Linked DNA regions of Mus musculus: regions 1, 3 and 4 are each linked to region 2. The links are chromatin contacts, called in public HiChIP or PLAC-seq and Micro-C maps. All regions are on one chromosome and are shown on one strand. Each heading gives the region's core, a stretch centred on a gene start, on an enhancer-like site or on the middle of the called end of the contact. The rest is flanking DNA. Distances are from core to core; before and after follow the strand shown. Region 1 holds the start of Ngfr (nerve growth factor receptor (TNFR superfamily, member 16)). Region 2 holds the start of Ppp1r9b (protein phosphatase 1, regulatory subunit 9B). Region 3 holds the start of Phb (prohibitin). Region 4 holds the start of Tob1 (transducer of ErbB-2.1).

Region 1 (2,790 bases), core at 99-2,598, 600 kb after region 2:
GTGCGCAGCCCAAGGCGCGCACGCAGCTCCCAACAGCAATCCCTCGCCCGCAGTGCCCCCTGCGGGTCGCCTGGGGTTTTGCATCCCCTAGCTGTGCGCTGCCGGAACCATCACAGCCTTGAGAGTCCCAGCGCTCCGCATCTCGAGAGCTGGCCGGCGTTTAATAGGGTAGGGGGATGCCCCGGCTCTGTCTCTCCGGGTCCACTGAGTTGCTTCAAACCACGTGAAAGGTTTGTCAAGGAACTACCCTAGAAGCGGATTTGCCATAGTGAAGTGAGCGCTCTCTTCCCTGCCTGGGATGCCCAGACGCAATTCCCGGACTGGGCGAGGCCGCTAGAAAGAGCGCTAGAACCCACGCGGGAAACGTCTGTGACTGGGCTGTCCTCATCGCATCGTCCTTGAGTAGACAGACAGGCGGGGCCCCGAGCACTTTAGGGTATGCACCTTCTTTCCATTTCTCTATCTCTTTTGTGGTTGTCTCTTTTCTGCCCTCCATAAAGCCCACTTCTCTCTCTTCAACCTCTCTGCCACTCCCGAATCGCTCCTTTCGATGCCCCTCCCCCCCATTGTCTGGCCGGTCCCCATTGTCCATACTGGGTCCCCTCTGCCTCCAGTCCCTCCAGCTGCCTCCCGCATTGTTCCGTCTCTAGCCCCTCACATCTTTAGTGCCGATCTCTTTCCCTTCCTTCTCTCTGCCCTACAACTCCCCAGGGACTAAGATGCTAAAGAGAAAACTCCCCTCGGGATCCCAAAATTCACACGCTGTCGTCAAAAGAACCCAGGCGCCCGAGATTCCCAAACCTCCCTCCACCCCACTCGAGACTGCTCCCAGTCTCCTACACCGCACCCGTCGTAGTGCTCAAGAACCAGCAGCAGCAAGCAGAACCAAGAACGGGTGTCGTTGCAACAGTCCTGTCTGCATCTCTATCCTGGGACTGGGTCGCCTCTGCGCTCTGAAAGTCCTAGAAGCTAGGAGCGCCCCTGTGGGTCATGATCCCGCAGCTCCTCCGCCACCCGTTGCCAGCATCTGGGACCTTAACGTCTTATTCTGTTCCCTGGGTGGTGGCACCCACATCCCCTTGGGGTTCAGCTCTTTGAAAAGGTTAACGGAGGTCCCTCCTACTAATCACTTACCCCTAGAAGCAGCAGCAGCAGCAGCAGCAGGCGCAGCCGGTCCATGGCGCTGCAGGCAGCACCTGCCCTCCTCATTGCTCGCCTCCGGCGACAGCGCTCAGCTTCTAGCTCAGTCCGCTCTGCGGACCGATGGTGCTGCGCGCTGAGCTGAGCTGCGCTGCGCTGCGCTCCAGCGCCCGCTGCCCGCCGGAGCTGGCGGAGGCTCCACTCGCTCTGGCTGCTAGCGGGCGGGAGCAGCTGGGTGAAGGCAATGCAGCAGCCCCGCCTCCTCCCCGCCCAGCCCGCCCAACTCCCCCCCCCCCCCAACCCCTCCGGAACCGCGCCCGCCCGGCTGCCTAGGGTGGGGAGTCCAGAGCAGTCAAGTGAGGCGTGAGAGGAGCCGCACCCGTGTGCCCCGCTGTGGCTTCTCAGTGGGCTGCCCCACGTACCCAGGGCACCTCCGGTTATGCTGAGCATAAGATGCTTCGGATCCAACGGGGGCCATTGCTCTCCTACTGATGAAGCCTGCCTCGGGGTTAACTCTCTTAAACATCTTTAGCCTAATTGCCTACCTAGCCCTTATTCCGAAAATGAGGCTGCCCTCCTTTTATGGTTGGATACACACCTTATTCCATTCTCTCTCTGTTCCAACTTGTGGAGGGATATGTTCCTTGGGGCCTTCAAGGTGAAATCTATCCCAATATCATAATTTGGGATATCTGTCTGACACTGTTTCTCTGTCTCTGTCTCTGTCTCTCTGTCCCTGTCTCCCCCTCTCCTACACACACACACACATACACACACACACACATGATAGAACCTAGGACCACACACACACACACACACACACACACACACACATGATAGAACCTAGGACCACACACACACACATGCTAAGCAAGCATTGTATCACAGAACTCTATCTCCAGCCTTTCATGAGCTTGAATGAGTCACAGGTGTGCACATAAACCCCAGGAATACACAAACACACTCTCAAGTGCACCTGTACGTGTGTGTGTTGACGTACTGACATCTGCCTATACCGTCCCTCAGGCATTCATATAGACCTGCTCATCCTACAAGGGCTCCTAACACAGACCAGACATACATCAATGCACACAGGCTGACATTCACATATACACTCCTACACACTCACATGTGTGCACTGCACAGTGGTAGTCACACAAGCCCACATCTGTATTTTGCCCTCAAATGCACACACACACACACACACACACACACACACACACACACACACACACAGAGTATACAGACAACACACAAACATGATTACATGAGTTTGTGAGTTTCCTACGGGCAGGGACAGTAGTGTCTTCTCTGACCACCCAAGTGTTCAGTCATGGAGGGGATTCAAGGGGAGAGCTGTTGAATGGATTCAACATCCACAGACTCATCCGTGAGCTGTGTAGGCCTTCTGAGGATCACACTGGCCATGCTCTAGAAGCGTGGCACATCAAACCACCTGTATGCCAAGGAATGTGCAGTCAGTCTTTCAGAAGAAACACCGCCCCGCCCTTCTCTGGTTCCCAGACATCGAAGGCCCTGGTACAGAACTGTGTGGGGACAGTCTATCCCAGCACCAGATGTTAGCTATGTCTGGACTCCAGTTCCTCTTCAAAAAAATACAGTCCCAAAATAATAGAAACAAGGGACAGA
Region 2 (2,700 bases), core at 92-2,591:
GAGAGGGGGGAGGCTTTGTGCCTGAGTTGTTTTCTGGGTCCTAGTGTCCACCCTGTTCAGTTCCTGGGAATCTACCAACGACTGGAGGAGCTACACATCTAGACCTGACTGAATATTGGACGGATCCTCACTGCTAGATTGGGGAAGGATAACGGGCATAACAAGGCCCCTTGTTGTGTATGTGAGGAATGAAGGAGCTCTAAAGAAGCTGAGTTTTCAAGGTGGGATTTGTAGGGTACACACACACACAAACACGCTTGCACACAAGTGACCAGAATCCTCTAAGTCTGAGACCCAACGTAGAACTCTCAATAGGGAAACTTTAGCCCTGGGACTCTAGAATCATTCCTTCCAACCTCCCCCAACACCTTACAAACCTTCCTGTTTCAGAGATCTTTTCTGGCAGGTTATGAAGGCCAGGATTCTATACCTCTCCCCAAAGGGGTAGGTGAACAACGTCATTTTAAGACTTCCCAAGGCAAAAAAGCATCTTTGGTAATCTCCTGCCATATGGGTGATGTAACCCCCAACCCTGTCCCTTTCTTCATTTCTCCTCCGGACAGAGCACCACAAAGATTGCTGGGCCCAAGTTTTACATTCTGAAAGATGAAAAAAAAAAAATTCCTATGGGGAATTGTTAAAATGAAGAATCCCAGGTTCCGCCTCTGAGATTCCCCTTCACCTTTGGGAAGGAGCTAGAAATTATGTACTTTGATCTAGCACCCAAAAGTTTTGTTGCTGGTACCCCTGAACACTCTAAGGACCTTTAGAGAAATGATTAAGGGCCCTCCCCACAGAACCCCTTCACTTTGTGGGAGGAGAAGGCCAGTTCCTGCTGTGGCTGGATGGCTCCCCGCCCCCAGGGTTAAATGAGGGGACGCCTAAGTGGATTGTGAAAAGCCGAGTTTGGGATGGGAGGGCTGAAGAAGAATAGCCAAGGTCGGTGAAGCTGCGGAAGGCTGTCCGCCAACTATGAGTAGGAGAGACCAGGCGACAGGGTGGAAGGGAAGGGGAGGGCTCACAGGCTCCGGCCCCGGAAATCCGATCCCTTTAGGACCCAGTGGTACCAGTCCCCCAGCGGCGGCGGCGAGAAGGGCAGCCGCTCGGTCTCCGGCAGCCGCGGTTCGGGCAGAGCTAGAGAAAGACCGAGGCTCGGGGCGCGGGGGGGAGGGAGGGAGGGAGGGAGGCGCGGCGGAGCGGCCCGGGTCAGCGGAGCAGCCACGGGCGCGGGGATGCCGGGCACCCCGAGAGCCAAGGCCCCCGGCCGGAGTAGGGGGCGCCTGCGCCGCCAGCGCCGCTGACACCGCCTCGGAGGATGTGAGCCGGTGCCGTGGCCGCTGCTTCGCGGGCTGGGCGCGCGGTCCCAGCAGCTCCAGCCAGCCTCCGCTTCTTCAATTTGGGTGGGGGCGACCGCACCAGGCCGCTAGAGCTTTCGAAGGGGGCTGGCTGTCTTTGGCAGCTTGGTTGGGGGAGGCGACCCACACAGGGCGCTCGGAGATTTTTTTTTTTTAAAGCAGGGTTAACTGTTTTTTGGCAGCTTGGTTTCTGGGGGACTCTATAGAAGGCCTTTCGGGATTTCTTTCTTTGGGGGGAGGGGGCGGTGGTCCCGACTTGGCCAGCCGCCTGCTGGAGGGGGGCAGCGGGGAGCAGGGGGATGCGAACCCGGCTCCCCCAACCATGATGAAGACGGAGCCTCGGGGGCCCGGGGGTCCCCTCCGGAGCGCCTCCCCGCACCGCAGCGCCTACGAAGCGGGCATCCAGGCACTAAAGCCTCCCGATGCACCCGGGCCCGACGAGGCACCCAAGGCGGCCCACCATAAGAAATATGGCTCCAACGTCCACCGCATCAAAAGTATGTTCCTGCAGATGGGCACCACCGCGGGGCCGCCGGGTGAGGCAGGCGGAGGCGCAGGCATGGCCGAGGCCCCACGGGCGTCCGATCGCGGGGTGCGCCTGTCCCTGCCGCGGGCCAGCAGCCTGAACGAGAACGTAGACCACAGTGCCCTGCTCAAGCTGGGCACCAGTGTGTCGGAGCGCGTGAGCCGCTTCGACTCCAAGCCCGCGCCCTCGGCGCAGCCCGCTCCTCCGCCGCACCCGCCGTCCCGGCTGCAGGAGACGCGGAAGCTGTTCGAACGGAGCGTCCCCGCGGCCTCGGGTGGCGACAAGGAGGCCGTGGCGCGGCGGCTGCTGAGGCAGGAGCGCGCCGGCCTGCAGGACCGGAAGCTGGACGTCGTGGTGCGCTTTAACGGCAGCACCGAGGCGCTGGACAAGCTGGATGCTGACGCCGTGTCGCCGACGGTCAGCCAGCTCAGTGCGGTCTTCGAGAAAGCCGACTCGAGGACCGGCCTTCACCGTGCACCCGGCCCCCCTCGGGCAGCCGGGGCGCCCCAGGTCAACTCGAAGCTGGTCACTAAGCGGTCCCGGGTGTTCCAGCCACCGCCGCCGCCTCCCGCCCCGTCGGGGGATGGCGCGACCGAGAAGGAGCGTGGCCCCGGAGGGCAGCAGCCCCCACAGCACCGGGTGGCCCCTGCCCGACCTCCGCCTAAGCCGCGGGAGGTGCGCAAGATCAAGCCGGTGGAGGTTGAAGAAAGTGGGGAGTCTGAGGCCGAGTCGGCTCCCGGGGAAGTGATCCAGGCCGAGGTGACGGTCCATGCAGCCTTGGAGAATGGCAGCACCCCGGCCACCACAGCCAGCCCTGCA
Region 3 (2,778 bases), core at 209-2,708, 680 kb after region 2:
CTCCCCAGGCCCTTCCAGTCTCTCTTCCACCCCAATAGTCTTCCTTGTGTCTTCACATTCTCTCTCTCTCTCCCTCTCTCCCTCTCTCTCTCTCTCTCAGATGCCACCTGCTTCTGCCTCCTGGGTGCTGGGATTGAAGTCGTGCACCACTGCACCTAGCTTGCTTTCATGTTCGTTCGTTCGTTTTCTTTCTTCCTTTCTTTTAAATGTATATCTGGCTTCTTATATTTTAATAAGAAATAAATACCGATTGCAAATTTAAAATTGCATTTTATCTTTTAAATAAAAGTTAAGCTAAGAATAAGGAGCAGGTCTTTCTTAGAAGTCCAATGCACTATCCATTGCGCCACAGTGCCAGGGGTTTTCATGTTCTTTACAGATATTCTCAGGAGAGTTTGTATTTCGGGAGCAACAAGCCCAAAAAAATAAACTACTTCATTTTAGATTTGTGTCATGGAGAGGAATGCTATAAAAGTCACTATTTGCTTAATTGGCAAAATTGGAATGCAGACATGGATAATATTTACTTAAGTAAAAGGATAGTAGCCGGGCGTGGTGGCGGACGCTTTAATCCCAGCACTTGGGAGCCAGAGGCAGGCGGATTTCTGAATTCGAGGCCAGCCTGGTCTATAGAGTGAGTTCCAGGACAGCTAGGGCTACACAGAGAAACCCTGTCTCGAAAACAAACAAACAAACAAAAACAAAAAACAAAACAAAACAAAAAGTAAGAGGATAGATATCCTTGATCTTAGAGAATAGTAGGAGAAAGAGAAAAGTGGAGGGAGGCGAGGAGATGGAACAAAAACAACAACAAATACGCAAATTGTTGACAACAGGTGAACTTGAGAAGCCATACACATGATCTCCGTCCCTTTTTTGCAATTCCTCGAATATAACTTGGAAAAAAAGATGCCCAGAGATTTAGACCCTAAATCAAGAGCCTTTACTGAAGTATTGCAAGACCTGAATGACCGACTCCCTTCCTCTTCTTTCTAAGCCGTTTTTAAGGTTATGGAGTGGCTTGGAAGATCAACATCTTACGTCCCTGAGGGCTGTCCTTAACTTCCCTAGCAGTCTCTCAGTGCATGAATTATTTTACCTCACCTTTATCCAAAATGCCCACCCATTCCTTCACCACCTTGTGATTTCCTCTACCAAGTGGAAGCCCAACTCCTTTCCGATCCAGTCTGCTTCCGGCTTCTGGAACCACCTCCTTGAGGAATAGGCACGTGCATATATTACCAAGGAACTACAACTCCCGAAAGGCTTTGCGGCAACATCCCATCCGTTCTCACCAGTCAGAAACGGGTTTCCTGAAAGAGCCCGTTGCTGCATGATCTTTTGGGAGTTGTAGTTGACCTCATTAAAGCCACAGAGCCCGCGGAAGACTGCAAAACACGTTTCCCAGAATGCACGTCGCTCGGCTTCACCAATTGAAGGGTCGGATCTTGAAGAGGCGGGGGTCGGGGGGGGGGGAGGAGCTGCCTGGCGCACGCGCAGTATCCGGAGCTGGGGAATTCATGTGGAGGTCAGAGTGAAAGCAGGTAAGCGTGGTAGGAGCGGTAGAGGCCTCTGGTCCTATGTCCCTGTAGCCTGCCTCTGCTTTCCTATGTACAATGAGGGCATGGGATGCATGTGTGGGTACGCCTAGTGGAGAAGGGGGAAATCTCGGTCCAGAAGGAGTTAGGAATGTGCAAGGGGAGGGGACAGGATGAGGAAAAATCCAGAAGCTGGTGGAGTAAAAAGAGCTGGATGTCAGAGACAGAGGATAAATGTGCATGGAGAAATCCCGATACACAAGCAGTTGAAGTCTGAGAAAGGGGAGGGCGAGTTTGAGGATTGTACCAAGGGTGACGCAGGGGCGGGACATTAAAAAGTTCAAGGCTAACTGGTTTCTAGTTTGTCAGCTACGTGCCCCCACCCGTCCCGCCGCAGCCCCACCTCCAGTCCTTCACCGCTCTGCCTCGCTGCACCCCTGCCAGCCCCTGCTTTCCTATTAACTGGTATGGGGAGGAGTTCTACAATGTCTTCTAGAATTCGGTCTTCTCATTCTAACCCTGGTTCTACTACTTAAGAGTATAACCTCTCTATGCACTTCAGCAGTCATAACCTTCATAAAGTAACTGAAGGTTAAACAAGGCTGTCGGAGACCGTGTAACTTAAATGTTAACAGAAATTGCCCTTTTTGTTGTTGGCTTCAGCCGTGTAGCACCGGTCTCGCTTGTGGCCTATTGGTCTAGGAAAAGGGAGTGTGGTTTTTCTGTGTACTAAGTTCCTCGTGGGTACAAAGCACCGTTCCTACGCTGAGCCAAGTGTCGCAGACTCTTTCTCTGAATGGTTGTAAAGAAACACGTCCACAAACGCAGACATGATCTACAGTTTGCAAGGTGGTCAGTGTTATGGGGCGTTCAGTGAGTGAGTTTGGGCCCACAGGTGTAGACATATGAAAATGTATGTTGAGACATGAACTCTGTGCCTCAGAGCGGGCTTTCTCTGAGAATCTGGTGTCAAAGTGTTTTATGTTTACCCCGTGTTTAGGTGTGAGTGGAAGCAACAGAAGGAGTCATGGCTGCCAAAGTGTTTGAGTCCATTGGAAAGTTCGGCCTGGCGTTGGCAGTTGCAGGAGGCGTGGTGAACTCTGCTTTGTATAATGGTGAGGCGCGGAAGAGCTTTCTGCATAGTTTCTGTTGATCTGCATAGCCCATGTGTCATTCCTTTTAAAAAAAAAAAAAGATTTATTTATTTTATTTATATGAGTACACTGTCGCTGTCTTCAGA
Region 4 (2,700 bases), core at 151-2,650, 780 kb before region 2:
TGCTTTAACCTCTAGACAGGCATAGAAATGCCCGCCCTGCAGTGTTTAAGGGCAAGGCAGCACGGGGACCGGTTTTTTTCCAGGAAGCATGGCCCGAATGCCCAGGACAGGGAAGGGGAAGGCAGGGCCCTGGGCGTTTCATTCACTGCTGCGCTTTCTCCCCCCCCCCAACCCCCCCCCCCCTTCTCTCCGAGGCTCCCCCTCGACTTTCTCTCGCCTTTACCCAGTCCGAGTTTGACGTCGGTCTCCTGGAGACCAGACAGCCAATCGTCTGGCCGCTAAGGTCCAGTGCGACCAATCAGGCATCGTTGCTACCTGTGAGTAATTATTTTTAGCCAAGAGGAACGCCCCGTTCCACTCCGGACGATAACTCGGATTTCTGGGCTGCAGGTTGTGGAAACGGCGCCTATCCGCGCCCCTAGAGTCCCTGGCGTCCCTATTCCCTGGACACCTGTGCACAGTTCATAAACTCTCGCAGGTTCCTCAGCGAGGCCTCGTGTTTATTTTGTGGGCCTGGGTGAAAGTTCTCAAAATGCACGCGTGGGCACGCACACAGAGTCACACAGGCAGTTTGGCAGCGTGTCGCTCTCTGCGACGTTTGATATAAGACAATTTTTTTTTCTTACGGTCTCAAGCAACCCTCATGTCCGAGCTGCTGCCAGGTGACCCGGGGAGATTTGGCCAGGGGGAGCTGCAGAGGCAGTTAAACTGTCACCTGTGCGGGAGGTGCAGCGACGTGGCCTCCCTTCCCCACCCCCAGGTTCTGCAGTTGTCACTCTCGGGGTGGCAGTTGGCCTAGGCCCTGCGGGGATTAATACTCAATGAATCGGGAGCACGAGTCCCGGTTACCCCGGGATGGGCTGAGACCCACAGGCTAGCTCGCCCAGGAGTGGGGTTTTCCTCGGCCACAGTCGCACTCGCTCGGAAGCAGCCTTTTCCGTGTACTCTGCCCTCCCTCCCCCAGCCTCGGCTGCCCCTCCCGGCCGGTCCCCGCCGCGTCGCCACCTGCTCCCCCTCCTCCCCCCCCACCCCCCACCCCCCACCCCCAGGCCCCCGGGCCCTGCCACCCCATCCCTACCATCCCATCCCTACCCTTGTCCAATCCCCTTCCAAGGCCTCCCTTAACCCCTCCCCCAACCTCTCGGGACTCTCAGCTCATTGGTCACAGCGGCGTTCAGGAGGCGTGACCATCTATCAGCGGCCGTCTGGACGTGGGCAGGCGGGACTTGGCCAATGGCGTCGGGGGGCAGGGCAGGGGCGGAGTCGGCGCGGCCGGGGGGTGCCGGGTGGGGAGGGCGGGACTGTGACGCGAGCGGCGCGCACCCCCGCGGAGGCTGGGGGCGGGGAGGAGGCTATAAAACGAGAGGCGGGGCGCGCGCCGCGGCAGAAGGAGCGAAGCTCTGGCCCGGCGCGCAGAGGGCGCTGTACGGGGACGCAGGGCCGGGCCGCCGGGCTGTGTAGAGAAGCGAGCGCGCTCGTGTAAGCTTGCCGTCCCCGCCACCCCTGAGCCAGAGCAGCGAGCTCCCGGACCCGCCCGAGGCGTCCGTCGCGTGTCCGGCGGTGGCGACGTCTTGCACCCCGTCGCCTCGCCGCTCCCGACCCACCCGCGCCCCCGCCCGCTGCCCCTTCTCCCCCGCCCAGCCGCGGCTCGGCGGCGGCCGCAGCTCCGGAGCAGCTTGTAAGTACGGCGGGGCGGCGGCTAGGGGCCGAGGGAGTGGCTGCAGCGTCCTGCGAGCCCGGGTGTGGAGGGGCGGCCTCGGGGACCCAAGGGAATGGAGTGGCTCCGGGGACCTGGTCCGGAGGCTTGACGGCCGACGGGCAACCGGGAGGAGGGAGCACCCGGGGTGGGGGCAGCGGCGCCCAGGCAGGGGGAGGGGGCGCCGGGATACAGGGATCGGGCCCGGACCGGTGCTCCGGGATGCTGGCTAGGTCCCAGGAGCCTCGAGCGGGGAGCAGAGTGGGGGACGGCAGGGTCAGGTTACGGCGGGGGAGGGGAAGACTGGGCGGCCCGCGCCGCGACCTGCCGGTGCCCGGGCCGCGTCCCTGAGGCAGCTAAAGAGCCTGCTCTCCTTTTCCCCGGGCCGAGCTCCTCCTCCCGGAGCAAGTCTAGTAGTCTTCCTCCTCTTCCTCCTCCTCCTCCTCCTCCTCCTCCTCCTCCTCCTCCTCCTCCTCCTCCTCCACCTCCACCTCCTCTGGCTGTTGCTGCTGCTGTAGCGCTCGGGCTCCCAGCGCTGTGAGCAGAAATCTAATGAGACCCAACTGGCTGTTTATGTAATTCTTCACAGTCCTGTGTTAAGGCGTTGCTTTAAAAACCACCTTCCACCCAGCCTGTCTGGGCTCGGCTGCACCTTCAAGCAGTCCAGCTGAATCTGCTTTCTCTGCCTGCTCTTGGGTTTCGGCTTGGAAAGTGTAGTTTGGGGGCTACACGAGAGATTCTTTGCCCTTTGTCACCAAGAATATGGAAAATGGAACAGACGGATCCACACCAGTTTGATTATTTTAAATGCCCTTTTTGATCAACCTCGTTGTACAAATAGCTCTCCCTTGGAAATACCTCTCTTTGCCCTTGATCTTTTCTTATCCCCACCCAGTGCTGATCCAGCAAACGTTTAAAGGTCGACCTTTTCGCTCCAGCCTCTCCAGGGACTGCCCGTTTATCCGAAGAGGGAAGGAGATGGCTTTTAAAAATAAGAATAAAAC

What was found. A called contact is a pair of places that touch in the nucleus more often than the background predicts. HiChIP or PLAC-seq counts read pairs in DNA pulled down with a chosen protein or histone mark.
Region 1: a contact with region 2 is called in an H3K27ac HiChIP or PLAC-seq map of bone marrow-derived dendritic cells, with 2.8 times the contacts expected there. The contact joins the promoter of Ngfr here to the promoter of Ppp1r9b in region 2. A contact is called at or near these places in 1 of 39 promoter capture datasets (pre-B cells), 2 of 484 Hi-C or Micro-C datasets (both in embryonic stem cells) and 3 of 115 datasets of contacts at active chromatin or transcription factors (bone marrow-derived dendritic cells, embryonic stem cells and pancreatic cancer cells).
Region 3: an H3K27ac HiChIP or PLAC-seq map of bone marrow-derived dendritic cells shows a contact between it and region 2, with 4 times the contacts expected there. The contact joins the promoter of Phb here to the promoter of Ppp1r9b in region 2. A contact is called at or near these places in 1 of 39 promoter capture datasets (pre-B cells) and 2 of 115 datasets of contacts at active chromatin or transcription factors (bone marrow-derived dendritic cells and bone marrow-derived macrophages).
Region 4: a Micro-C map of embryonic stem cells shows a contact between it and region 2, with 2.8 times the contacts expected there. The contact joins the promoter of Tob1 here to the promoter of Ppp1r9b in region 2. A contact is called at or near these places in 1 of 39 promoter capture datasets (pre-B cells), 3 of 484 Hi-C or Micro-C datasets (CD4 T cells and embryonic stem cells) and 1 of 115 datasets of contacts at active chromatin or transcription factors (memory CD8 T cells).

What each region holds. Positions count from the first base shown.
Region 1 is chr11:95,586,350-95,589,139 of GRCm38.p6, forward strand. It overlaps Ngfr (nerve growth factor receptor (TNFR superfamily, member 16)), which reads right to left and starts at 1,349. Exons shown (of 6, transcript NM_033217.3): 1 at 1,135-1,349. The coding sequence starts at 1,209.
Region 2 is chr11:94,989,871-94,992,570 of GRCm38.p6, forward strand. It overlaps Ppp1r9b (protein phosphatase 1, regulatory subunit 9B), which reads left to right and starts at 1,342. Exons shown (of 10, transcript NM_172261.3): 1 at 1,342-2,700. The coding sequence starts at 1,678.
Region 3 is chr11:95,665,499-95,668,276 of GRCm38.p6, forward strand. Phb (prohibitin) reads left to right here and starts at 1,459. Exons shown (of 7, transcript NM_008831.4): 1 at 1,459-1,544; 2 at 2,539-2,653. The coding sequence starts at 2,566.
Region 4 is chr11:94,210,054-94,212,753 of GRCm38.p6, forward strand. Tob1 (transducer of ErbB-2.1) reads left to right here and starts at 1,401. Exons shown (of 2, transcript NM_009427.2): 1 at 1,401-1,678.